3 separate regions of the Mus musculus genome follow, and regions 2 and 3 are each linked to region 1. The links are chromatin contacts, called in public Hi-C maps. All regions are on one chromosome and are shown on one strand. The core of a region is the stretch at or near the end of the contact, and the rest is flanking DNA. Distances in the headings are between cores, read along the strand shown. Region 1 has its middle 66 kb from the start of Slc13a1. Region 2 holds the start of Slc13a1 (solute carrier family 13 (sodium/sulfate symporters), member 1). Region 3 overlaps Slc13a1 (solute carrier family 13 (sodium/sulfate symporters), member 1).

Region 1 (4,234 bases), core at 1,355-3,854:
CATATCCTACACATTCAAACAAACTCAATAAACTTATCATGACACACTCTCACACAAACAAAGTTGTTTCCCTGCAGCTCTGGTGATGGAGATATCCATGATCAAGGTGTTTCTTACATTGAGGGGTCTCTTGCTATACTGTGACATTGTAGAACAAATGGTCCAAACACAGTGTCAATGCCTTTTGTAAGTGACATTAGCCTGTTAATGAGATAAATACCCTCATGGCCTCACCCTCTCTTAGAAACTGCACCTCTTTGCAGGGACTTAAGTTCCTACTAGTATATGCCTTTTACAACAAATAGATCTCCAAAGATTTGCACATTTGTCACTAAGTCCTTGTACTCTGAGAAGAGCTGTGCTCTGTTTGCTGGTTGCAGCGATTGTTTTATGCTTGACTCAGTGTTACCAGAATTGACTCTGATTTCTTCAGACACCCCATAATTCCCCCAGTTTATTCATAGATTGCCAGGAGTCTGTATAGTTTTAATGTGACTTCATATTTTCAGCAAAGCCGTTGGGAAATACTTGATGTCAATAAAATCTACTGTTCATCATATTAAATATTCGCATAATTTGTGTATCATTAGACATGTTAAACTGATATATATATATATACATATATATATATATATGAGAGAGAGAGAGAGAGAGAGAGAGAGAATGGGTACAGATCTGATCTGACCCCTTTCCTTTAAATACAAAAGAGTTTCTTAAGTGGCGGTAAGTATATATTTCCAGTTGCCCAGAAACAAAAATTAGACCAATGCAAAAGCTGTATTTCAGCTTTGGACTCTCTCAACCCCTTTCAACTATGGTGTAGTCGTCATACTTGTTATTGTTGTTTTTGTTAAGCTGACAATAGAATATAATTTAATCATTTTAAATGAACAAATAAAAAGTCAAAATGGACAAATGATATGTTTAGGGATCCACATAATGACACATTGAATGTCATTAATGCTGACTGCTACCTTTCCCTATGTTCAGAGCTGGAAACACCAGGTTAGCAGCTGGCCATGGCAACTGCTTTTCTCAGAGGTCCTAAACCAGGACAGTCAAGGACAGTGACTACCACTGTAAAAGGAGATCAAGATGTAGTTTCAGCCACTTCACTAAATATTTGTACTTCCATAAACTACATCCCATCACCAACAGTCAAATGGAACAGAAAAATCTCATGGTGGAATTTCAACATGAATTGAATCTGGATCTACACTTCTAGCAAGGGAGCTAGAATAGGAAAGAAGAGATCCACATTTGTTAAATAAAGGAAACACAAATAGTTACAACTGTGAAGTTGTAAAGGTACCATCAAGGGGCTGGGTAGCAGTGCATATAGAGGACCCCTTGAACTGCTATGAAACCAACCAGAAAAAGAAGGACAGCTGCTCCTCACGGCATGGAAGCCAGGGGTTCAGGTGGAAGGGCTTAAAAGTGAGTCAAAGCATTGGAGTGAAGAGCAAATCCTGACCACCTCAGCTCTGCTCCTGGATCTCCAGCCTACTCACAGCCTGGATACAGCAAAGTGATTCTGTCCAGCGAGCCAGTGGTGGACTGATGCAGAACAACTAAGCCAGGATGTGAGTAGGATGCTCCAACAAGCCTTCAGCCCTTTAAGCTGAATGGTATCCTCCAGGTCAAATAATACAAAAGGATTACTTTTGTTCCATCTGACAGAATAGAGACAAGAACTCATCAAACTCAATGATGCTTAGGCCTCTGTTCAGCTGGAGGGAGGAGTCTTGCTAAAAAACAAAACAAAACAAAACAACCCAAAACAGTGTTGCAGAAAGAGCCAAGAGGATCCTGCTGTCTCTTGCTAACAAATACTGGAGCCTCTCTGCACCACTCTTGTAGTCTTTAGCATTCATACGATTCAAGCGTAGAGTGTCTATAAATCAGACCAGCCTTAAGGTGTAGCACAGGGAGTGTAATGGGAGTCCCCACAAGTAAATCCCCTCCAGGGAAAGGCAGAGAAGATGCTGGACATTGAGGTGCCTGCTAGATGCCAGGAGAAGGGAGCAAAGCCAGCCTCTTGAGCCCTATTTGAGTGCCTACTGCCTAGCCAGTCAGGGAGGACTCACTGAGCCCAGCTCACCTCCACCAACTCCACAATGTCTACCAACACCTTTCGTGAGAGTAAAAAGTGTGGCTGGGCTGACAGTAACCTCTTTGTAGGGAAAGGGACCCCAGGCTCCATTCTATGTGGTTGGGTATAGATGGTTTCCTGTTAGCCAGGTCAAAATCCCCGGAGATTCAACTTAGCTCTTTAGAGGGGAAACCTTTTGGGCAAAATGACAAAAGGAAAGACCACTCTTCAGTTCCATTCTATTCCATTTGTTAGAAAAATCCCAAATGTTGGGGACTCAAAAGCACTTACAGAGTGATTGAGGGGTGACAAGAGAATCTGGCATGGCCCTGGTGGAGTGAAGACTCAGGGCACTGATAAGAATGAGAGAGGTGACCTCTGTCTCTCAGACGAAGTGTCTGGGCTCTTGAAGTTCAGCCTCCATGGAGGAATTCCAGCACCTAAAGGCCACCAGAGGACAGGCTTGGGAGCCAGAAGGCCTTATGTCTCTGAGCACTGGAGGGAGACCAGATGGTGAGCAGGAAACCTGCCTTCTGTCTCTCAGAGTGTCATTTCTGGGGAAGAAAATAGGTACCCATAAACACCAAGAGAGAAGACAGAGGACTAAGCCTTCCAGTGTCCAGATTCATACGACCTCAGGTTAGATGCTGATGGAGTCCCCACCTCCTTTGCTCATGGAGTATTCTCTGGATAACTTTTAGTATTGCCCAGGAAGAAGATGTACTTTACTGGGTTTTAGTGTATTGATTTCTTCTTTGTCCATCACAGGAAAATTTTCATCCCTAGGAAACTGCTTTGGGGAGATTAGGTAATGGTCAGTTGAAACCATCTGCTTTCACAGCATAGATATCTAAAGCCTATAAATGTCTATCAGCTTTTAAAGACAATATATATAAGCACCCTTCTTTAATAGGCAAATATATTATTATTATTATTATTATTATTATTATTATTAATATTATGGTCTGAAAGAAATAATCCTTGAATTATAATCGGCACCACTTTTTATATCTCAGTCTTCATCCTACAGAGGTGGGAATAACTTGAGTCACCAACAAATACTGCTCAGAATCCAGCGAAGGAGAATAGAACTCCAGGAGTAAAAGGAAGTACATTTAAGGACACCAGATCTCTTTGGACTTGGGTGCTATGTCTCCCAAGTTCCCCTAACTTAGTCATCCTGATTCTTCTCCTGTACCATTGATGCTCTTAACCAATTGTCTAGAGCCTCAAAAACACATAGCATTACCTTACGCTCTACATTTCGGTTCACACCTCCTTGAAGTTGCATCCCAAATCCTGCAGAATAACAATCCCAGACACATGTTTTATATATCCAGATAGTTACAACTGTGGAATATCTATCATCTATCTATCTATCTGTCTGTCTATCTGTCTGTCTGTCTGTCTATGTTCCATGTGGTTCAAGTAATAAGTGCATTAAATGAATATAATAGCAATTGGAATAACTTATGAAAATATGCCACTTTAATGCTTTTTTTTTAATGCTTTTGGTCTTGATCTTGCCACACTCCAGGCTGTTTTGCTGTTATTTCCAGGCCTTCCTCTCACCTTGATTTAAATGGGTCTGGTTTCCTTGCTGACCTCTATGTTTTCAGCACCATGTGAAAAGTGATGCTTTGGTTGCCTTCAACTCTAGGAATTCATGACAGCAGACAGTATAACTATTGAGGTTCACTGTCTATTCATCTGTGAAAGCAGGACAATGATTCTTGCTGTATTCATCTTGTAGTTTTCCAAAAGGAGTTAATATAAATAACTATGAAAAACCTTAAATCATCATGGCACTACATCAACAGATTGTGGTCACACTAAGGAAGCCTGCTGCCTGGATTCACAGTCTCAGAAGAGTCTTGATAAGAGAGTGTCCCCTGGAGGTCATTGTTAACCCCCCTTACCTTTAGAGAGTGTGCATCACTTTTACTTGTACTCTTGCTTGTTCTCTAAGTTGAAGCTTCATTTCCACTCTCATCTCTCATGTTCCTTCTGCTCCTCTGCCTTAACTGTCCCTTCTTGATATGTTGTTACTGAATTTTGCTGTTGAGGACTTCTCTCACACAACTAGGTCCAAGGAAAACTTGACTGATTTAGAATTGCCCCTTAAAAGCAAGATAACAGCTG
Region 2 (4,142 bases), core at 288-2,787, 66 kb after region 1:
CTTCTTAATAGTCTTTATTATTGCTGCTTTGTGGGTAGTCATTATTATATTTCTATTGTTATTCAGATGGCAATCACCCTTTCTTTCATCTGTGAATTTGTTTTATGTAATGAACCATTATTATTCAGAAACTCTTTTCTATTTACCTCTCTTGTTTTCCTGAATCACTGTGTATAAGTTGCCTGGAAATTTATCATTTTAAAGGGGAAAATACTTATTCACACTAACTCAGGGGCTATTATTGAAAGGAATAGTTTTCCTTGGCACAAAAATAAAGCAGAGTCAACACTAATATGGAATTAGAAGTCACATCTAAATGATAACCATATGTTATATAATAGTGAAGTCTGTGTCAAGAGGAATTTACTATAAAGTTCAGGAGCTCTGGTGGGGTGCTTTGTTAACACCTAAGGATGAGTTCAAAGTTGCTAACTTGAGCTTTTGTGGGCAATTCATATTTTACAACACACAAGACAATCCCTAGCCACACCTTCTCTATATTGTAACATTTTTCATCTTTACCTACATACACACATGATGGCTCTCATGCAAGCACACATGCACACACAGCCCTCGAGTGACCTTCCTGATTTATCTCTGTACAATTCCCTTGATAATTATGTAACTAATATCAGTACAATAATATCATTTCAAATGCATAAAGTTCCTAAAGGAGAATGTTTATATAAGGTTCACTTTTTGTTTCCTACCAAGAAAAGGTATTAAGATCTCTAAAAGACACAATGTACTTTGCTTTTAAAGTAAAAGGAAAAATTGCCATCAATTTTTCAGAATGCTGACTCAAGTCCACAACCCAAGAAGCCCCAGGAAAAGCCATCAGTATCAAACATCCTCTTTTATCCACTCCCCTGCACTGAAATCCATGCACTTGGAGCTGCTATTACACCTTAGACAGTGAAGTATACTTTCTTAGATAGGACTCTGGACACAGTCTGTGCTGAAATACTGGGGGTATCACAATAGTGCTGACAATTTCAGCTAGAAGAAGCCAGGGTTCATCAAAAGGGGCAGAGGGGATTAAGTGTGAACAAAGTCAGTTAATTTCATTCATGATCTGATCTTACCTTCTCCTGGTCTTTCAAGGCTATAGCCCAATTATTGTGCACCAAGAAAGAAAGATAGAAAGAGAAAGAGAGGAAGAGAGGAAGAAAGAAAAAGAGAGAGAGAGAAAGAAAGAAAGAAAGAAAGAAAGAAAGAAAGGAAGGAAGGAAGGAAGGAAGGAAGGAAGGAAGAGAAAACGGAGGAACAGGAGAGAGAGAGAGAGAGAGAGAGAGAGAGAGAGAGAGAGAAAGAGAGAGAATCTGTATTACTTTTTATAAATCACATAAGCAAATGGTCTTTGAGTCCTTAAGTACTCTTGGGCTTATCTCTTTCTTTAAATTGTGATAGTAAAACAATAAAACTGAGATTTAATTTTAACTAACATTGGTCTGTCTGAGGCGGTAAGTAAAGATGGTGAGGTAGAGAAATATTAATCCAGGCTGGTTATTTAACATCTGCCTGAGTGTGAGGAGGATACTGTTGAAGGCACCTGCTCAGGACAATGAAGCTCCTCAATTATGCTTTGGTCTATCGCCGCTTTCTCCTTGTGGTTTTCACTATTTTGGTTTTCTTGCCACTCCCTCTCATCATCCGCACCAAGGTAAGCAAGCTTGGAGCACACACAGGCACATGGCTTGGGCTGTGCCATGGGTTGTCCTTCGATGTTGATCATGGTCTGGCTCAAAGTTGAAGGAATGGTAATACTTTCTGCTTGTTTATACATTGTACTTGCCTGTTTTCTTCATTTTTAATGGTTGGTATTATTTTCATCTGGTCATTATTAAGTGGAATAACTAGACATAATAATCAATGAGATTTGTTCTCCACCTATCAACTAGATGAAAGAAAGAACAAAAGAAACATAACCCTTTAGATCTCTCAAGTTCTCAGCCTCCAGGGAGCATCATGGGTAACGATCTCTTCCCCCAGGAATAAGCAATTATATATTTCTATATAAAGGACTCGCAGGGATACCCAGCTTTGTGACATTGTGATATGATGTTGTTGTCAGCTACAAATATGTTGTGTTGTAGTCATTGTTATTCTAGGATGCAGGAGCCCCAAGGGCTTGCAGGTTACACAGCCCTAGACAGAACAATTGGCAAAGTAAGGTCTAGAGATACTTACAGAGCTGTCAGCTCTGTGGCTTAGAGTCAGCCACAAAACTTCCCAGAAATTTAATTTCCTTCTGGAACAGAGACATCAAAGTTGTGAAGTTATGTTCCAGGTTAATCAGAAAATGTAGTAAGTCATCGCTTTGCTCACTTCAGATTTTCGTGTACATATGTTGGCATACTTACAAATATCTTTCAGTTTCCTTTTGAAAAGAATCAGTCTATTAAGCCCAGACTATTAAGCTCAGTGAATTTTCCACGTTTTGGTGATGTGGTCTGAACAAGCAAACACTCAGTGAGCGCCTTTGTATTAGGACTGTAGAAGTGTGAGCTGGTGATAGCAGAACAGGTGCTAGAGACAGGCTCCCTGCTTGAGATGCCATAGTTAGCATTTGCAAGCTGTGTGACCTGAGCAACTTACGTAACCTTCCTGTACTTCTGCTTTCTCAGAAGAGCGGGATCATGGCAGGCTTGTTGTGAGCACTAGATGAGTCATTACTCACCAAACAGAGCGGGGTTTTCCTAGTCTCCCTTCATGTGCTGCCTATACAGCTAGGGGAATTCTTACCCTCCCTAGGCGTGCAGTCCCTCCACTCAGTAGAAGAGAACCCAGCTGATGCTCTTTAGCCATTAGTACTGTTGTATTAATAAAATAGAATAATTACGGTACATTGGGTACCCTAGCTTCCCGCAGAAGTCTTAGCCACCTAACTGGAAAATCCCTGAAGGAAATTCACGTGCAGTAATAGAATGCTCAGCCAGATTTCATCTTACTGTAGCTTTCTGCACTTGATTCCCACCCAGGAGACTAGGCAGCTATGTGACCCTGGTGCATGGACCAGATAACAGAATTGACTCGTACATACAGGGTTCCAATACAGCTCCTCCTCTCACCATTTCTAGGTCTGTTACTTCATCTATTATGCACAATAACTTCTTTACAAGCTCCCTGATCATATGAATCTGCACATAGATCAGAATTTTCTCCCAGGCACATTTTGATTCATACATGGATGCTTACCATATTTTAACATTCCTGCCTTAGTCTCAACATGGGCTCTTACTTATTTCAGGGAATACATGAAATTAAACTCCATAGGATTAAATACATAAATGAATCCTATGTCATGAACACACATCAGCCGTACTGCTCCACTGATGTACAGATGCATCGCACTCTAATTATTATGCATAATTTTAGAGGAAAAAAAATACAAGCTCACTGAGAAATGAAACAAATACATAAGTAAAAAAGCAATGATATGAGTTCATGATTCACCACCAGGAAAGTGTATCATTGCTAAGATATTCACTTATTGATTTTCCTTTCCCAAACATGCAATGGTAAACGTATATTACGTCTTCACATTAGCGCAAGTACATTGAGTACAAAGCAAGGAGTCTGGTATCAAGTTGTACTTATGAATGTGTGTCCCTTTTGCTTCATTCTAATCAATTCACTTGTTAAAATTCAATTAATTTTAATGAGGAAAAAATCCATAACACCATAACAGAATTTTATTTTATTTTATTTTATCTTTGGCAAATTTGAATAGAAATTTTACCATTAACCAACTACTAAGTAAGCTTAAGAGAACATTATTTAACTCTTGCAATGAAGGCAGAAAAGAAGGTATAATATTTGATAGAGGCTTACATCTGCAAGGATATACATCAATTTATGGTTACCATCTTTGTTACTGAATCAAGGAAACCTGCACTTGTAGACACAGCAATGAGGTAACAGAGGAATTCAAGCAAAATGAAAAATCAAACTTGTCTTTTAAAAAAACAATGAATGTATGTGACACAGAACCAACAAGTGGGGGATTTCCACTGGTTACTGATGCTTTCAGAGTCTGGCCTTGTCTCCTATCTCAATTCCATCTCCAGCCAAAAATGTGTCCTCCACAAAGGGCTCCTCAGAGAATTTTTAAGCAACGGTAAGAGGGAAGGAAAAAGGAT
Region 3 (4,298 bases), core at 559-3,058, 130 kb after region 1:
TCAAACTATAAAGTAAAATAGAGATCTGAAAAGTTTCTCTGTTGAAAGACGTTGAACTAATAATTGGGAGAAGAGAGATGGCTTTACTGTTGTTCTATTGCTGTGAAGAGACAGCATGACCAAGGCCAACTATTATTGAAACAAGCATTTAATTGAGGGCTTGCTTACAGTTTCAAAGTTTAGTCCTTTATCAACATGGTAGAGAGCATGACAGCACGCATGGTGATGGAGAAGTAGCTGAGTGGTACATTCTGATCTGGAGAGAGAGAGACAGAGACAGACAGAGACAGACAGACAGAGATACATAGAGAGATTGGGTCTGGCATGGGCTTTTGATATCTTGAAGTCCACCCCTAATGACACATTTTCTCTAAAAAGGCTAAACTACTAATCCTTCTAATCCTTTCAAAGAGTTCCACTCACTGGCAACTAAGTATTCAAAGATATAAATCTATGGGAGCCATTATTATTCAAGCACCAGGAGAAGTAACCCCAGGGCAGATGAGTAATCTCTTCAAGTCCTGCCCATGATTAGTCTTAGTATCTTCTACTGTAAACAAGAGGATTTATTCATCAGTTTGGTAAGATCACTTCTAGCATTATGATGTCAACACCCAAGAGTCCAAACTGAACTGCAGCAGCCAAAGTAAGGATATACTGGAAAGTAAAGAACCACTGATGGCACTAAAATGTCAAATTCTGTATACTAAGTGAATCCCCTGCTTTTCTAAGATTGAAGCTGGTAGTTTGATAAGCATTCAGTGGTTGTATAACTGAGAATACAGCCACCATAGAGCCCACCAAGGGCTAATCAAGAAAATCTAAAATGCAGCCTGTACTTTCAACTTATTTAATTCTCCATTAGGAATTTTACATCACATATAATTAGGATATATACATATATATCACAAATGAAAATTATTTTCTGACTAATAAAATATTTAAAATTCACTTCTATAGTTTAATTTTAATAATTCCAAGAACCTATGAATCAAGCAGCACACTGTTCTCTAAGACAGTGAAGGTGAACTCTCAGCTACTCGGACTTCTTTTGAAAAAAATGACACAGTACAGTAGGGGGTGGTGTTTTATCTGTGACCATAGTTTCCAGGTCTAGCAAGGTAATGACTGACATTTCCCCCCTCTCTATTTTTTCATCTTATCTTTTTCCTCTCTAACTGCCCAATTGTGCTAGTAGTTGGAAGATAGTACTGATGGTTTTAAAAAACATTCTATCCAGATTGTGGGAGCAGCATGTGGCAGTCTTCCCGCTGAAGCAAATGTGTGGAATGTCACTGACTTCAGCAGGTGGCCTTCAGTGTGACAGGCCAGCTGCATACAAAGTGCCCCTCCCAGGGAATCCAACCTTTCCGGGACTGGTTCAGTTGTACAGGTAGCAAGGCTGGGAGCACAAAGGAGAAGAATCCTGAACCAGTGGACACAGGCACACTGTCTAGTGACTAAACCCCTGCTGTTTTCGTTCTTTGTTGATGCTTTTAATGACTTTAAACAAATACATATGCAACCCCCACTATTATTTTAATATGGGGCAGGCATATTACAATAAGGTCAGTGTTGTCTTTCAACAGTCCTCTTGTTGTCCATTCCTGGTTAGACATGGCAGTTTCATGTTCCAACCAATTTTTCAGAGTTCTTTTCAGTTTGCCAAGGTGTGTCCCTCTAAAGGCTTTAGACTGACAAACAGAAATTAGCTGCCACTCCCCTGGCAGGCTACCATACATTCTGATTAGTGTTCTGGCTGTTAGCACAGCTAACTCGCTCATTATAAACAGCCCCAACATACCAGGAGCTCATCCATCAGACCTCTGCGTTTATTACAATGGAAAGGAGGTTGACACACAGTCTTATATGCTCCATCGGTTCCTTTGTTGAAGATTATCCTTCATTTGCAGGCAAGCAAATTCAGCTTGATCCGGTTACTGTCTGCAGCCAGAGAGAGAAAGCGCACTTGCAGCTGCTTAGAGGGTAGAAAAGGAAAAGTTTTTATCTTTGTCTATTGTTTTCTCTTTTCACAGATAGTTTTCTCACGGTAGTCCTCAGACTTGTTTCTTGGATTATGTATTTATGTTGGGATTAGGGATAAAAATTTGAGATTGCCAATATCCAGAAACTTAATAAAAACAAAGATTTAATTAGTCCTAGTCATAAGGGAAACAATATCTAACTAGTTACAGAGGTGATCATGTTTGCATGAGGATGATCAGGAATGTCTAAAATGAAAGGCTTAGGAATTACAGAAACTCTGTTTACCTAGTCATGGTGCCACATACCTTACTCCCTTAGCCCTTGGGAAGCACAGACAAGCAGATCTTGGTGAGTTTGAAGTCAGCCTGGTCTATATAGCAACTATATAAAGAGACCCTGTTCCAGACCAACCAAACAACAAAAAGAATCAAGGAAATTTAGCTCCTTTAAAAGGAAGTATGGAACAATGCTTTGCAGCAAAATTACATGAAGATACGATGACCGAGCACAAACTATCTATGTTGGTTAGTGCTAACTCCTTTTCCCATTCTCTCTCTCTCTCTCTCTCTCTCTCTCTCTCTCTCTCTCTCCAAAACAATAAGCTTACAGGAGACTAGGAGACTGTTCCCACCATGACTGCTCACTCAGGAGGACCCAGCTAACCTACTCACAATCATTCCAAGAGGCAAACCTTAAGCATCAATTTTCCCACTTGATTCTTCCTCCAGAGGGATTTAAAAAAAAATCTGCATCTACAGTAATGTCCCACAAAAATTTTTCAAAATTTGGAAGACCTTAGACCAGGAAAATAAAACAATAACAGTGAAAAGGGGCTGTAGAACCAAGCAGCTAAAGGCAGAAGAGGAGTGATATTTACTACTGAGTAAACAGGACTTGTCTAAGGACTCTGCTTTTAGGGCGGGTGAATCTCTCAGGAAAACAACGGACTCCAGTTTTTTTTTCCCCTTTGAGTAGCTTAGTTTGGAGTCTAACTTCAATAATTTTATGGCCTGGTGTCACCTCTTTAACATATTTGTGAGAGTTGACAGATCTGACAAAAATAAGTGTCTCAGATTTGCCAGAGGTGTTATGGAGTGGGTGAGTATAGTGCTTATGTTAAGACACTGAGCCCAAAAGATTATCTGTTTACTGTCCTGTCCCTGCCCTCCATTTCTGCCTAATGGGATGAAACTTCCTTATGCACAGAAATAAGAGACCAAGATGAACAAGAAATATACTTTTAAGGCAATATAGATATCAAGTATTCCTACATATTTATAGTTACCATTGCATAGAGAGTGATCAGGATGAGTGGGGGGTGGAAATGTATGAGGGGTGCGAATGATCTTTAAAAGGAAGAGATAAGGAGAAGACATCATGGATGGTAAAGCGAAACTTGGACATCTAGAAAGGAGCAAGCCAGACAAAGCCAGAGAGGAAAGAAGAGTCAGCGAAGGAGAAAGAAGCACAGACAGGCGCAGGGCATGGATTCCAGGGGTCAGTAGAGGGAAGTTTAACAAAGCATTCACAGACAAACCTTCTATAAGGGAGGGAGGTGGTGGTAAACTAGCTTCCTTAACTCTTATTGTCTCTTTCAGCTTTAAGATGTTCAAGTGTGGCAAAACCAAAACACTCAAAGAAAAAGCTTGTGCAAAGGTGATCAAACAAGAATATGAAAAACTTGGGCCAATGAGGTAATATACGCATGAGTACACACAGACACACATACACACACTCACCACTCACATCACACACACACACAGACACACACACAGATACACAGACACATAGATACACAGACACACAGACACACACACACAGACACACACATACACACAGACACACACGCACAGACACACACACACACATACACACACACACACACAGACACACACACACACACACACACACACACCAGTTATTTTAAAGCCAATTATCAAGCGCTTGCCAGCAAAGAAAGTTGCTAAGACCACAAACCCACACAGCTCAGTGACTACTTGTTACCATACTGAAGAACACACCATTGCCCTACTAAAATGTGCTAGGTGGAAACGCTGAGAAGGAGAAAGCGACCTCTGTAAGAGCACTCTGAGGTCCCACAAGGGCCACGGACTGTTCAGACTAGCTTGTCAATAGCCCAGTTTTCTCAAAATTTTGAAAACTAAGAAACGACAGCAGCGGTTTCTTCCACAGGTATCAAGAAATCGTGACCTTGGTGATCTTCATTGTAATGGCCTTGCTCTGGTTCAGTCGGGACCCAGGCTTTGTCACTGGTTGGTCGGTCCTGTTTTCAGAGTGAGTATTCGTATGGA

Evidence for each region. Hi-C and Micro-C count contacts between places; a contact is called where the count stands out from the background.
Region 2: a contact with region 1 is called in a Hi-C map of cerebellum, with 2.1 times the contacts expected there. The contact joins the promoter of Slc13a1 here to the enhancer-like site in region 1. A contact is called at or near these places in 3 of 484 Hi-C or Micro-C datasets (brain, cerebellum and nephron progenitors), 1 of 115 datasets of contacts at active chromatin or transcription factors (embryonic stem cells) and 1 of 9 other capture datasets (adipose tissue).
Region 3: a Hi-C map of cerebellar granule neurons shows a contact between it and region 1, with 2.3 times the contacts expected there. The contact joins two enhancer-like sites. A contact is called at or near these places in 7 of 484 Hi-C or Micro-C datasets (brain, cerebellar granule neurons, cerebellum and 2 more) and 1 of 115 datasets of contacts at active chromatin or transcription factors (pancreatic cancer cells).

The regions. Positions count from the first base shown.
Region 1 is chr6:24,232,186-24,236,419 of GRCm38.p6, reverse strand. No RefSeq gene overlaps it. Among named protein-coding and RNA genes, the nearest start is that of Slc13a1, 66 kb to the right of the region's middle. Within about 2 kb of position 2,604, at least 2 of the 459 cell types and tissues checked have an H3K27ac peak or open chromatin away from gene starts, as enhancers often do. A contact at or near this core is called in cerebellar granule neurons and cerebellum, where this site is marked.
Region 2 is chr6:24,165,487-24,169,628 of GRCm38.p6, reverse strand. Slc13a1 (solute carrier family 13 (sodium/sulfate symporters), member 1) reads left to right here and starts at 1,537. Exons shown (of 15, transcript NM_019481.2): 1 at 1,537-1,663. The coding sequence starts at 1,565.
Region 3 is chr6:24,103,396-24,107,693 of GRCm38.p6, reverse strand. Slc13a1 (solute carrier family 13 (sodium/sulfate symporters), member 1) reads left to right here. Exons shown (of 15, transcript NM_019481.2): 9 at 3,585-3,680; 10 at 4,180-4,281. Among named protein-coding and RNA genes, the nearest start is that of Slc13a1, 63 kb to the left of the region's middle. Within about 2 kb of position 1,808, at least 19 of the 459 cell types and tissues checked have an H3K27ac peak or open chromatin away from gene starts, as enhancers often do. A contact at or near this core is called in cerebellar granule neurons and cerebellum, where this site is marked.